Linked DNA regions of Hordeum vulgare: region 2 is linked to region 1. Evidence: chromatin contacts called from public Hi-C data. All regions are on one chromosome and are shown on one strand. Each heading gives the region's core, a stretch centred on a gene start, on an enhancer-like site or on the middle of the called end of the contact. The rest is flanking DNA. Distances are from core to core; before and after follow the strand shown. Region 1 has its middle 51 kb from the start of LOC123400401. Region 2 holds the start of LOC123444582 (B3 domain-containing protein Os05g0481400).

Region 1 (6,882 bases), core at 1,897-4,396:
AGCAGAAGCGTTAGAGAACGCGGTTGATGTAGTGGAACGTCCTCACGTCCCTCGATCCGCCCCGCGAACAATCCCGCGATCAGTCCCATGATCTAGTACCGAACGGACGGCACCTCCGCGTTCAGCACACGTACAGCTCGACGATGATCTCGGCCTTCTTGATCCAGCAAGAGAGACGGAGAGGTAGAAGAGTTCTCCGGCAGCGTGACGGCGCTCCGGAGGTTGGTGATGATCTTGTCTCAGCAGGGCTCCGCCCGAGCTCCGCAGAAACGCGATCTAGAGGAAAAACCGTGGAGGTATGTGGTCGGGCAGCCGTGAGAAAGTCGTCTCAAATCAGCCCTAATTGCTCCATATATATAGGAGGAGGGAGGGGGCCTTGCCTTGGGGTCCAAGGACCCCCAAGGAGTCGGCCGAGACAAGGGGGGGAGGACTCCCCCCCCAAACCGAGTTGGACTTGGTTTGGTGGGAGGAGTCCCCCTTCCTTCCCACCTCCTTCCTTTTTTTTTCTTTCCTCTTGATTTTTCTTCTCTTGGCGCATTGGGCACTTGTGGGCTGTCCCACCAGCCCACTAAGGGCTGGTGTGGCTCCCCAAATGCCTATGGGCTTCCCCGGGGTGGGTTGCCCCCCCCCCCCCCGGTGAACTCCCGGAACCCATTCGTCATTCCCGGTAACTCCGAAAACCTTCCGGTAATCAAATGAGGTCATCCTATATATCAATCTTCGTTTCCGGACCATTCCGGAAACCCTCGTGACGTCCGTGATCTCATCCGGGACTCCGAACAACATTCGGTAACCAACCATATAACTCAAATACGCATAAAACAACGTCGAACCTTAAGTGTGCAGACCCTGCGGGTTCGAGAACTATGTAGACATGACCCGAGAGACTCCTCGGTCAATATCCAATAGCGGGACCTGGATGCCCATATTGGATCCTACATATTCTACGAAGATCTTATCGTTTGAACCTCAGTGCCAAGGATTCGTATAATCCCGTATGTCATTCCCTTTGTCCTTCGGTATGTTACTTGCCCGAGATTCGATCGTCAGTATCCGCATACCTATTTCAATCTCGTTTACCGGCAAGTCTCTTTACTCGTTCCGTAATACAAGATCCCGCAACTTACACTAAGTTACATTGCTTGCAAGGCTTGTGTGTGATGTTGCATTACCGAGTGGGCCCCGAGATACCTCTCCGTCACACGGAGTGACAAATCCCAGTCTTGATCCATACTAACTCAACTAACACCTTCGGAGATACCTGTAGAGTATCTTTATAGTCACCCAGTTACGTTGCGACGTTTGATACACACAAAGCATTCATCCGGTGTCAGTGAGTTATATGATCTCATGGTCATAGGAATAAATACTTGACACGCAGAAAACAGTAGCAACAAAATGACACGATCAACATGCTACGTCTATTAGTTTGGGTCTAGTCCATCACATGATTCTCCCAATGACGTGATCCAGTTATCAAGCAACAACACCTTGTTCATAATCAGAAGACACTGACTATCATTGATCAACTGGCTAGCCAACTAGAGGCATGCTAGGGACGGTGTTTTGTCTATGTATCCACACATGTAAATGAGTCTTCATTCAATACAATTATAGCATGGATAATAAACTATTATCTTGATACAGGAATTATAATAATAACTATACATTTATTATTGCCTCTAGGGCATAATTCCAACAGTACGTAGTTAAAACTAAATGTTAGGCAAAACCCTACACCATACCACGCAATTTATTGACAAACCTTGAGCAATATTACTCAGTAGGAGCACGGGTTAGTCTCGCACCTAATGCTACATAACTAAAACTGTGAAAAACGTTACTCCAGAATCACACGTATAAAGGACCATATGTATTGTTACTAAAACAGAAACTACAAACCATAGTGTGGCAAAAGCATATTTGCAGATCTGGCAACAACTATGCAAGCTAAAAGCAATACGCCCATGCAAATCCAAGCAACTTATGACAAACTGGGGCCTAGAACCACAGATATATGGCCAAAGTTAAAACATATTCACATGACTAAATTGCTAAAACATAAACTAAAGACAATTGTGTGGAAAAAACATATTCACAGATCTGGCAACTCCAATGCAAACTACAAGCAATACGCGAGTGCAAATCCAGACAACTCGTGACCAAAAATTGGGGGGGGGATTCAGAACCGTGTCTCTTCCCCCCATACCCCGTGCCACCCACCCTCCTCACCCTAATCTCTCACCACACGAAGCATATACTTCCCGAGATCCATGAAAGCATCAACATAATCGCCAACCCCTAGCACAATCCCGATGCCTCGTCCCGCAGAACATAGAATAATTTGAGTAATGAGCACTGCTACAAATCCACATGATCACATGAATGCCAAATATGTAGGATTTCGAGCTGCCGCTTCAAGAGATGTGCCGCCACGGATAGCAGCATGTTGGTAGCCACGGCCTGCACACAATCCTCCCCCACGCTCACCACGCCGTCGTCTACGAATGCCAGCACCTCGCCTCGTCCGCCGCTCGTGCTTACCCGTTGATTTGGGAAGACACTCATCACGCCATCGCCAACGAACGCCTGCAGCTGCGTGTCGACTCCCATGCCTACCTCGCCTCTCTCCTTCCTCACCTCTCTCCTTCGTGACGGGGAATCACTCCGGAGCACCACCGATTTAGTCGAGGAAAACGATTTGGTCGCTGGATTCGAGGAGAAGAAGAGAGAGGCGACAACAGTTTCAAAATGCGAACTGTTCTCGCTCTGATTGGGTGAGGGGTTCAACCCGGGGGGGGGGGGGGGGAGGGAGCGATGGGACTGCCGGCCGACCGTGTGGCACCTCCGACCGCGCCGCACGTGACGATTCCCGATCGCGCCGCACGTGACGATTCCCGACCAGGTGACACCTGCGATGCGCGATTTGAATCCAACGACTCGCATTGGTGTGCACATGGAAGCCATGAAAAGTGCAACTGCACTTTAAATAATTTAGGAAAAAAAACAACGGAAGCTTCTGAAAATTGGCTTAGCTTATGGAAGCTTTACGAAACAGTGTTCCCGCGTGCTTCAGTTCATGGGCCGGAGCATTCAAACTCAAGAAAGGTGAGTGGGTGTGGTCTCTTTTATCGATTGCCTTTAAATACTGCAACGAGCACCTAATAGATGGACTAGGCACCCACGCAATTCCTCTTTACTGCACGGGTCGGATATATAGCAAGCAAACACACGCACCGATCGCTTCCATATGGGTCGAGTCATATTTGGTATTTCACTTGCCCTTCTCACATCGATTTTCTAATGTTTTTTCTATGGTTTCTTTCTTTTGTTCAATTTTATATTTATTTCTATTATTTCCATTTTTACATACTTTCAAATTTTCTTAACAATTTTGAAATCTTGTAATCAATTTTTGAAATTCATCAACATTTTTCAAACCCATGTTTTTTGAATTCATGAATAGTTTTTGAGTTCATGAACCGTTTAACGTGCAAGCGACAATGAAAAAAGCGTATTCAAGGCTGATGTGTCAGAATATCGAGTAATTGTGTGTCTGGACCAACCCATTTTGATGAGTCTATTATATGTTTATCTTCTATTTCCTTTTTCCTTTTCTTGTTATCTTATCTTCTTTCTTCTATTATATGTTTATTGTGTTTCTATTTTTTGGATGGATACTTGAACATTTTCTGAAAGCCACATGAACATATAAAGATTTTTTTTGGGACGAACTTCCGACCTATTCGCAATCAATCATGGAAGAAAGAAAGTGTCAAAAAAATTTAAATGAAAAATTTGAAGAAGGTGCCAAATGTTTAAAAAGTTCATGCTTGTTGAAAAACAAAATGAACAAGAAAAAAAACTACTAATAACCATACAGAAAACCCAAAAAACAACCACGGAAAGCTTCTAAGAAATTGCATTGCAATCTTCTGAAAGCTTTCCGAACCTGAGATTCAGTGTACTTTAGTTTGTGGCCCGGACCAATCAAACTTATGAAGCGAGAGGGTGCGCACGCCTTTTACCGATTGTCCTTTAAATTGTTCACAGGTGCCAAACAGGAGAACTAGTCATCCGAGGAGTTCCTATTTGGAAAAAGTTTATTTTAAGTCCTGAATTGATAGAGGTATGACGAAATGAACCTCAACTTAAAATCCCGGTCGATTGTACACTGAACTATGCAATTCCGATCTAAATCAAACACTAGTAAATTTCAACCGGGATTCATCTAATGGGCCGGCCCGCTTTAGTTTTTTGTTTAAAAATAAAAAATTCAGTGCGAAAATAATAATAAACTGCAGTGGTTTGCAAGACAGGATCAGTTCGGACGCTGTAGAGTTGAGTTGACACGAAAATGCAACGGCGAGTTTGACGATTTCGGGGTCAAGAAAGAGCGCGGGATCCACTTTTATATTTACATTTACACCAACGAGATTACGAGAAGCAACGGTTTTTTTACCGAATCTGATGAGTCGCAGCATCCCATCTCACACAAATTAACGAACTAATTTAATCTGATTTGGTTCATCGTGGCAGGGGATGTGATGGGATGGCTAGTACAAGTGGTGCTAGGGGCGCAGCGCATGCGCTGTGGCGAAGAAGCCGACGATGGCCGACGGGTAAGGCAGGTACAACGTTTTTATCGTCGTCGTCCTCCTCTCGCCGCCGGGGTCGGCCGCGGCTCAGGGCTTGCTGTAGAAGAGCCTGTGCGCGGTGGCCATGTCCATCTCCGTTGGAGCGGCGGCGGCGGAGGACATACACCACGATTGGGCCAGTCCATCAATCTGTAGCATGAGATGAAAAAAGGAGAGCAAAATTTGAAGACCGCTGAAGCGAAGATTCAAAGACAAAAGGGGGGAACTTTGTCCGGCGGCACCGCACTAGCCCCGGTCCGGTGGCGCGTACGCCGGTCCGGTCCGGCACAGCCGGCCACGCTAGCTCGCGACCTGTAAATTACTACTACTACTCACCACCGCTATAGGGGAAAAGTCCATTTTATACCTATGCATAACTTGCTGCTAATCGTTCTCATCTCTTGATGAAAAAAATCACTAACACACACACATCTATTCACTGATTCGTTGGGCTTGAACATACATACGATGTACATGCCCTTTCACTGTTGTGCAAATCCAGATTATAAAAAGAAAAGAATAAATAGAAATAGAAAAAAAAGGAAATCATAAAAAGAAAAGAATAAATGTAAATAGAAATAGAAACAGAAAAGGAAAAGGAAAAAATAAGCAGTAAAAAGAAAATAATAAATAGAAATAGAAACAAACAAGAAAAATAAAAACGAAAGGAAAAAACCAGAAAAGAAAAAAAGATAAATTTAAATGAAAGAAAAAAGAATCAAAAAAAGAAGGAAAAAGAACAAGAAAAGAAAAAGGAAAAAAGAAAAATGAAACGAAAAAAGAACCAAAAAAGAAAAAAACGAAAAAAACTAAATCAACAACATGCAAAACGTGCTTGGGTGAACTGGGCCGGTCCAATCCCGGTCATCCTGTGCCAGGTCTGACAATCCTGTTTGAAAAATGACCCGAAGGTTTGATTTAGACCGAAATTGTATAGTTCAGGGTACAATCGACCGGGATTTTAAGTTGAGATTCATTTCGCCGAACTACTACCAATTCAGGATTTAAAATAAACTTTTCCTTCCTATTTACAGCGTGGGTCGGGACTTCAAGCAAACTTGCACCGATCGCTCGTATATGTGCCGGATCATATTTGGTATTTGACGTGCCTTTCTCACACCGGTTTGGGACTGTTTTTTTATGTGCTCTCTTTATGTTTGTTATTTAGTATATTTATTGTTATTTTTTATAAATTTTAGTTGTGAGATCACTTTTTAAAGGTTGTGATACATTTTTGAAACTGGTCAACATTTTTCAAATACACGAACAATTCTTGGATTGGCGAATAATTTTTGTGTTCACGACCATATTTTTAATATCCGCAAGTATTTTGAATTGAAGATTATTTTTGCGAAATTATTGAACATTTTGTGGAAATTCTTGGACATATGTAAAATTTCTTGACCTTTTCATGCTCACGAATAGTCTTTCAATTCCCGGAACTTTTCTGACATTCATGAATTTTTTTCAAACTCGCGAACCTTTTTGGGAATTCACGAACCTATGGTCAAATTCACGACCATTTTTTGTAATTCGTGAGGTTTTTTGCATTAATTAGTATTTTACGATTTTTGACCATATTTTGAAATCACGAGCATTTTTGAATTCAAGAACCTTTTTAGATTCACAAAACTTTTTTTTATTTGAGAAGCTTTTCTGTAGTAATGTATTTTTGGCAAAAATATATTCTCTTGTTTGAAATCCAATACATGTTTTATAAATAAAGCAAAAACAAAACTAGAGGCGCCCTCCTGCACATGTACTGACTGAAAAAGCGCTCGTGGGAGTGGGATGCGTGATTGAAGGTTATTCTGTGGGAAAAATCACTGTTACGATCCTTTTGATAATATTTGTCACAAACCTCAATCTAAAAAAAATTTATGATCTAGTCTTTTTAGAAACGTCACAGACCGTGGCGCTGTTGCTGCACGTAGAAACGCCAGTCTAGCTTGACGTTTTTGCACATTCAAACGCCGAACTAGCTCGTGTCTCTGATCCACATGGAAACATCACGCTCACTGGCGTTGCTGCTCTTGATGCAAACACCATATACCATGGTGTTGCTTCTTCCTCTTCTACACTGTAGTAGCACTCAGTACATATCAGGAGAGTTGACGTGTGTGCATTGAGTGCATGCAAGCAAGAGTTGATGGATCTAGTAGCACTTAGCTAGCTGCAGCCCGGCGCACATGGTGCAGCCTACTCGTCGCGTGCAGTGTGTAGTTAATGGGTGAGGAAATGCACT
Region 2 (7,394 bases), core at 1,070-3,569, 560 kb before region 1:
CTTACAAAGTAATACGGAGTATATCAGTAAGTCTGAAACCACCATCTTGACAACATTTGTCGCTACTCCTATCCACTTGATGAAGGAGTGCCAATAGTCCGAGCCGAATACCAAACAGACCTCACAGCAAAGCCTAACATCTAAAACCGCAGGCCCCAACCAAGCCACATTGTCGGGTCTGGGTCACACACCGGTTCGGCACACTCTCAAAGGCGGCCGCCGCCATCTTCCACCGAAACATCTTCAGAGCAGTTACTGAAGCATCGACCTTGCCCGGCCTGCCGTCAACGTCACCACGACGGCAGACAACGCCATCCTCCCGCGCTAGTCCGTCTACATGCACCGGACACTGAGACGCCACAACGCCACGCCGCCGATATCCGACGTCGTCAATGCGTAAGAAGTAGCACCGCTCCACCTCTGGGCCCCTTCAGTCAGCAACTCTCGCAACGCCGGCGCAAGTCCGGCACCAGGAAAGGACGCAGGAAATCATGATCTTCAAGACGACGCCCTCAGGAGGGGAAGCGGCGTGAATCGACGCCATCGTCCATCCCTGCACCGCAGGACCTAGGCTTTCACCCGAAGAAAGTGACCCGAGAGCGAAAGAGGCCAAAGAGCTCCAAGACAGCCCCCGGGAGGAGAGCGACATCCGTAGACGCCGTGCCATTGGCTTTCGCTCGGTGCCACCGTACCTCCGCACCCTCACGTTGTCGGATGAAGACGAGAAACCCCAACGTCACCGGCCTGCGAACCAACTGGCCCAAGCACCTCCTACGCGGCAACAGCGCCATCACCATCCAGGACCACCAACCTCACCGTCGGCCGAAGACGACAGGCCAGATCGGGCCGAGCCCCCCGTGGCCAGATCTGACACCTTGGGACGCCATCGCGTCGAGGCAGCCACAAGCAGCCGGCAGACCATCACCCACGAGAGGACAAGGACGCCAAGCCGGACAGCCACCACGCCGGCCGAAGACGCCGAGGACGAGCCTCCCACCACCACGGGCTCACACCACAAGCTAAGGCAATCGCACGCGTGGAGAGCCCCGCCGCCGCTGTCCTCCGGCGCGGGCTTCGCTCAGCGGAGCAGGTATGGATCCCCCGAGCCGCCCTAGGGACGACATGGGGTCAGATGCGTTTTTTCTGGACCCTCCCGAGAGCGGAGCTTCCAAGGAGTGCGACCCCGATGATATACAATTACAAACCCCATCCCAACCGATGCATCAGATTGCAAGAATGGCAGAAACAACTTTCACAAGCATATACGCGTTGAAATATATTGCCCGTCTTCCTTCATCAATTCGAACTTTTGGATGAGTTGGTTGAAGCATGAATTTAATATACTAGTATCAAAGCAAAGAGGTCTTGAGCTCAAGACCCTACCAACACAGTATTAAAACAAAAAGATTATGCGGTGTACATCGATCCCACGTCTAAGGACTAAAATAACCTAGACGTAAGAGGAGTGTTGAAACATATTGTCTTTCTTTCTCCATCAGTTTGATTTTTTAGATAAGTTGGTTGGAGCATGAATTCAATAATACGCTCCTTCAAACAAAGTAGGGTACAATTATTATTTTTGTCAATTTTCAGAAATGAAAGTAAACAAATCTCACGAAGCGGACAGCCTAAAGAGAACTCACATCATCCTTGTAGGAGACAGTGGTCCTGGCCCTGGAGGAGCGCCTGACTTCAGTGCTAGCATCGAACTTCTTCCTGGGCTTTGGGCTGGCGCGAGCGCTCTGCAGAAACAAGGACATCGAATCAACCGATGGCAACCGCACAGATTCAAACCCCCTAACACACACACTGGATCCCGGATTGAAAGTACAGTTGCTGCGATGCGCGCACCTTGTCCGGCTGTCTCGTGGCCTGGATCAAACTCTTGGCCATCTTGGATATTCCCAAATCCTGCGGAAAGGGGGGAAAGAGGCAAAGAAATTAGTTTTTTTTTCTTTAAAAGAAAATCCCAAGCCGGCCAGGGCGAAGAATCCAGAGGCAAATCGGCAGCGAGCATCGTCGCGAAATGCCTCATCTTTCGCGCATCTGCTACTGCGCGTAAGAAAAGGGGGGGAGGGAAGGGGATTGGTTGGTGCTGGTTCGCTGGGCGTTTCCGAGCGAGAGAGTACCAATGCCTACCTCGAGGTGCTTGAGGTTGTCGAGGATCCGCTTCCGGCGCTCCTCCTCGTAGGCGGCGCCCGCGCCGGCGCTGCCCGCCTCCGTCGTCGCCATGGGCGGCCGCGCCTTTTCCTCTCTCGTGTGTGCCTACGCGGAGGGCGAGACGCGGGTCAAAGGGGAGGGTCAAAGTCTTTCCGTGGCCTTTTGGAGAGAGAGGGAGTGGCCGGCCTTTGTGAGACGCACACGGCCACCGGCTAGGGAATTTTGAATTTGAACGGAACGGAATCCGATCCGACCGATGCGTCCTACGGCAACGGCGACGGCGACGGCTGGTGTCCATCGCCGTGCGACTGTCGGGTGGGCCCATGTGTTCCTACCACGGTGTATCGATTGTAGAATGAATGCAAAGAGACATAGAGTCCAAATGATCCACTAGTTTTATTGCAATGTGGGAGACCCACTTATATACAAGATGAAGGGATGTGTTGAGAAGACACATTTTCCCCAACAGACACCTCCTGGAAGGCATCCCTCCCATACAATTGATCACATGTTTTATTTCTCAACACTCCCCCTTGATCAATTCATCATCTGTATATTGAAAACTGAAAACTTCTTCAAAAATCTTGTGGGAAAAATTGAGGAGAAACCTTATAATAATATGCCATCGAAAACTCCTTTAAAACCCAGTGGAAAAAATATAAGGAGAAACCAATATGGCATACATCCGCACTTGTATTTATATTATCTCGTTAAAAACCTTATATGAGAAACCATCTTGGAAAACTCATAAAGGGAAAAAGAGTACAATATGAATGATCCGAAGATCACCAACAGGTTATAACATGGGATTTTACTTCCCCTGAATTTTGCAAACATCAATGTTGTCTCATACCAATTCCACGAATGCGATTCTGGAATATAAACGTTGGTAGAGACATTGTGAATCTCACAATAATTTGTTTGCAGATTATTCTCTTACATTTCTGTAATCCACGAGGATAAATATAACCCATAAGCAATACAAGTGATATTATCTTGGTAGATAATGATCTTTGATTCCAATGAATCTCATGTATATCTTGTCATGCTTCAAACATAGTTATTGCCGAATGATTATAGGAAGGACTCATTTAGAGTCTATTCTGAAGGCTTCACTCAGAATACTCTTCCATTAAATCCAGTTTTTGATATGGCATTGTTGGGATCGGATTATCAGCCACTATCAGGATATCACACCATGGTCCCATCTTAATTATCTCAATGGAATTAATCAAGACTGTTTGTGTCTTGGACATATCCGAAGATATTTCTTACACCAACCATTATACCTTTTATTGGGGATTGCACTCTCAATAAATTGCCAAAAAAATAGTGTCAGGACTGACTTACTTTGCAATATACATGAGTGCTCCGATGGTACTCAGATGTGGAACTTCATGTCCATTATCACTTCACCATCTCACATGGACTTGTGTCCCGTGTCAGGTATAATATGACCATATGTGTCTTTGATAAGATATATCAATATTGAACGTTTTCAATATTTCCAGATATATAAAGACTGACATACATTTATTCCCGGGGGATTTTGCTAAAGCTATAAACTTAGCATCATTTGGCTTGACCCAAATATCCGTGTCAAAATGATTGTGTGTATTTAATATGTCTTGTATAGACATTGATGGTAAGATCATCCACATCAATAATAAGATGTAAATCCAATTCATGATATCTTCATGAATACACATCAACAATCATCCGAATTAGAGTAATCCTTGTCAAGGAGTAACTCACTTAGTCGGTTGTACCACACGACTCTTCGACCAAATTTAGAGTCAAAGAATGACTTCTGAAGCTTCACACACATGTTGTGATTTATCATTGGATTCGGAATATTAAGCCATTTAAACGACTTCAATATATATATCCGAACTGAATTATCCATGTGAGTATGTAGTCATTACATACATCAACGGTATGGATTTGTACTGCCAATTCAGTATCGAAACATAATTGCACTCATACCTAGAAGGTATGCTACATCATAACTGATGTCGGGTCTCTGCGGAAACCCATGTGCTACAAGTTTCGCTTTCTCACCACCTCATCTATTTCGTTTCTGAACGAAAAATCACTTCTCTTCACTACGGAAGATACTTATGAGGAGCAGGTTTTACTATGGTAAACACCTCTCTTTTGATGAGCGAGTGCTACTTTTCTTAATTACTTCCTTTCATTTGAACCAATATAAGTGTCAACAACACTTTCCATGGATTTTGGTTCAGGGCCCAAAAGGATTTCTGCAATTCTCAAGAAGAAATTTATGTCGACATATGTAGACTTCAATATACGATTCTCATGAATCAATATCATTAGTGGAATTCTCATTATGCCTCTTAACTCCTTGTGATTTCCCACAACAACGGAGTCAAGATGTTTCGATGTCCCAACACCATAAAAAATGTGTGCACATCGGTGTTGGGATATGGATGACGCGCATCCATAGGTGTCATTCAACGCGAGGTTGAATCACATTTACTGACCGAGGAGACTGTTTCCTCTATTTTCGCGGAAACATATGAGAACTTAATCCCATGTGACCAGAATTCTCCCCCTCTTGCTCTCATTTGGGGATACGAATGGTTATTAGGTACCTCCACTCGTTCTGGTACGAAAATTCAGTGACACCTTTGTCATCAGTAAATGTATATGGCAGTTTATTTAAAATATGTTGCAAATTCTCATAATCTGAATCTTTAGTTCAAATTCTGAAGTACGTGGACAAAATGTCTATGACATTTCTTTTGCATTTCTTGGCATTCTATGTGGTACATTTCTCCCCCTAATGCCAGAAAATGTCCTTATTGCAAAAGCAGTCAGCGTACGAGCTACAAATAACTCCCTCGCCAGGGTTAAGGTATTTGACGAATTAACAATCATACCATAGTTATTCCTCACATAGATCCCAAATATATGTGAAGGCCGTAATGTACGCTGGGGTGGTGATATCGGTGTCCAACCGAATTATCACAGATGGGAAATACTTCATTGATTTCCACGTACAGACCGTAAGGGGATACTGTATTAAATGCATTTGATCTCATATAGACCAAATATGTGGCATGTGAGACCCATGTTACCAACAACAAAATGTTGGATCATCACAATTCTGTAGCAATGCCCATGCAACTTGACTCTCTTTGACAAGAGATCTAGCTAGCCACACCATTCTGAGTAGGTACACGATGTACTGAATATGACCATGGATTTCTCATGAATCAAATTCAATGACATTTCCATTCCAATGGAATTATCACATGCATATAATCATTTGCTCCAAATTCGTCAATTTAAGCACTTAATTCAGTAAACACATGGTTTTGTGTGGATGATACACACCTAAGACCATCTTCTAGATGTGTCTATGAATACCATGAAGTACCAAAATAACCCAACCAATGGTTGAATATTTTGCATCATTCTTGAATCCGTTCAAGAATACCGAGTGGCCCATTCAAATTTTAAGGTGAGAGTGCCTTAAAACTAACTCCACTATGGCACATGCAGTGCACATAAAATCTTACGATTGTCGGGAATATTGCAACTTTGTTGTGGCCAATTGAATTATCAATAATTTTTCTAATCGTCCTCATACCAAACTGATAAAGGAGGAAAAATCATTGTGTACGCAACAATATTGAGTATGAACTGATTCATACACTCAATTTGTCACAACTATCATGTCTCGTGGACAAGATGTTGCAAATTATACCACCTGTAGTAGTACAATTATATGCTAATGATATATTGGGATAACTAGGAGACTACGTAAGATCTCCAAAATATCTTGGGAATGTCATTCCACAAGCATATCATCAATGTAGAAGAGTGTATTCTCCTTCTACTGCACGAGAATATTTTCTGGTTGTCCATTTGAAGTAGAACTTCAAACTTATCCCATTAAACTCATTCGCCTTCTCCAGTGAGTCGATGACATGATTCAACCAAAAACATAAAAGTTTTGTAATCATTAGTATGATATTTCATGCAACCACCTCTTTGACAAACTTGGGAGTTGTCATTGTGATCATTTATTTAGATGACACATTCCTTTGTGAGATATACACTCCATTTCTGCTTGTCTCTTTTTTTCTACTTTACTTTCAACTCCTCGTGGTTCTCTAACCACATATTGCTTAGTACGGAAAGCACTAGCACAAATTTCAGGTAATGATATAGCACCCATTGGGGTGTACCGGATGATTCTTCACAAGAAGGTCATCATATGTTTACCGTGAAATGAAGATGGTATTTCTTTTACCATCATAGGAGAATGTAAAGTGCAGTAAGGACACACAATCAGATCAAGATCTGAGACTTCCTTATCACATATCCTCAACCTAGTGTTGATTTATAGACAACAGAATTATAAGCATCAATGGACTTGAAGTCCTTAATACAAATGAATACTCATTCGAGTGATGCTTATGGGAACATATCTCTCCTTAAGGTGGTACCAAAAGGACAAATGGATATTCATCATTCATTAAATAGTTGGGTTGAGAACCAAGACATTGGGATGTCACATAAATGCAAATTTGCACATTTCAGGCATTTATAAGATATCCATGACATTCTCTACAAGTGGAATTTCTATGGTGACAAGGCCACGGGTCGACAAAATCATTAATGTCAATGACCCATTTTCAATAGTTACTTCCACCTTATGTCATCACATCACATTTCCTTTCGAAAAAGGTCTGTCATATATTGCATGAAATGCTCATGCATTAATTTACCTTCAGTAAATTAAGTACAATGAAAATGCTATGGCTAAGCATAATCACTATCATGGTGATTCTTAGTGACTCATAGGGTAATTAAGACCTTCCACATGAAGATAATCACCATTATGTGGTGTAGATCTTCAAATTAAATGTAGTCATCTCATAAAGGACAAACCTTTAATTTCCATAAAACACATAGAGGTAATCAACCACCTAGTAGTGCCTCACTCTTATGGATAGTTGCAATCAATCATAGCCTTCACAACCTTATGTTATTTAAAACACATGAAGGTAATTCCCACGAAGTGGCATAAACCTCTCAGTTGTGCACGAAATTTAATTCGTTGCTAAGATCACATCTCATAAGTTGTGTACTCATGGAAGGTAATCACCAAAATATGCAAGTATTTTGCATAATTATCTTCATAGCATAATATGTAGCATAGTCGCCATTAATGCCTTGGATTCCTCTTCTGATGGAGCATG

What was found. Hi-C and Micro-C count contacts between places; a contact is called where the count stands out from the background.
Region 2: a contact with region 1 is called in a Hi-C map of leaf, with 5 times the contacts expected there. The contact joins the promoter of LOC123444582 here to the enhancer-like site in region 1. A contact is called at or near these places in 3 of 6 Hi-C or Micro-C datasets (leaf and seedling).

What each region holds. Positions count from the first base shown.
Region 1 is chr1H:451,688,370-451,695,251 of MorexV3_pseudomolecules_assembly, reverse strand. No RefSeq gene overlaps it. Among protein-coding and RNA genes, the nearest start is that of LOC123400401, 51 kb to the left of the region's middle. Within about 2 kb of position 3,146, at least 1 of the 3 cell types and tissues checked has open chromatin away from gene starts, as enhancers often do. A contact at or near this core is called in leaf, where this site is marked.
Region 2 is chr1H:452,245,497-452,252,890 of MorexV3_pseudomolecules_assembly, reverse strand. It overlaps LOC123444582 (B3 domain-containing protein Os05g0481400), which reads right to left and starts at 2,319. Exons shown (of 7, transcript XM_045121362.1): 1 at 2,140-2,319; 2 at 1,852-1,911; 3 at 1,644-1,742. The coding sequence starts at 2,232.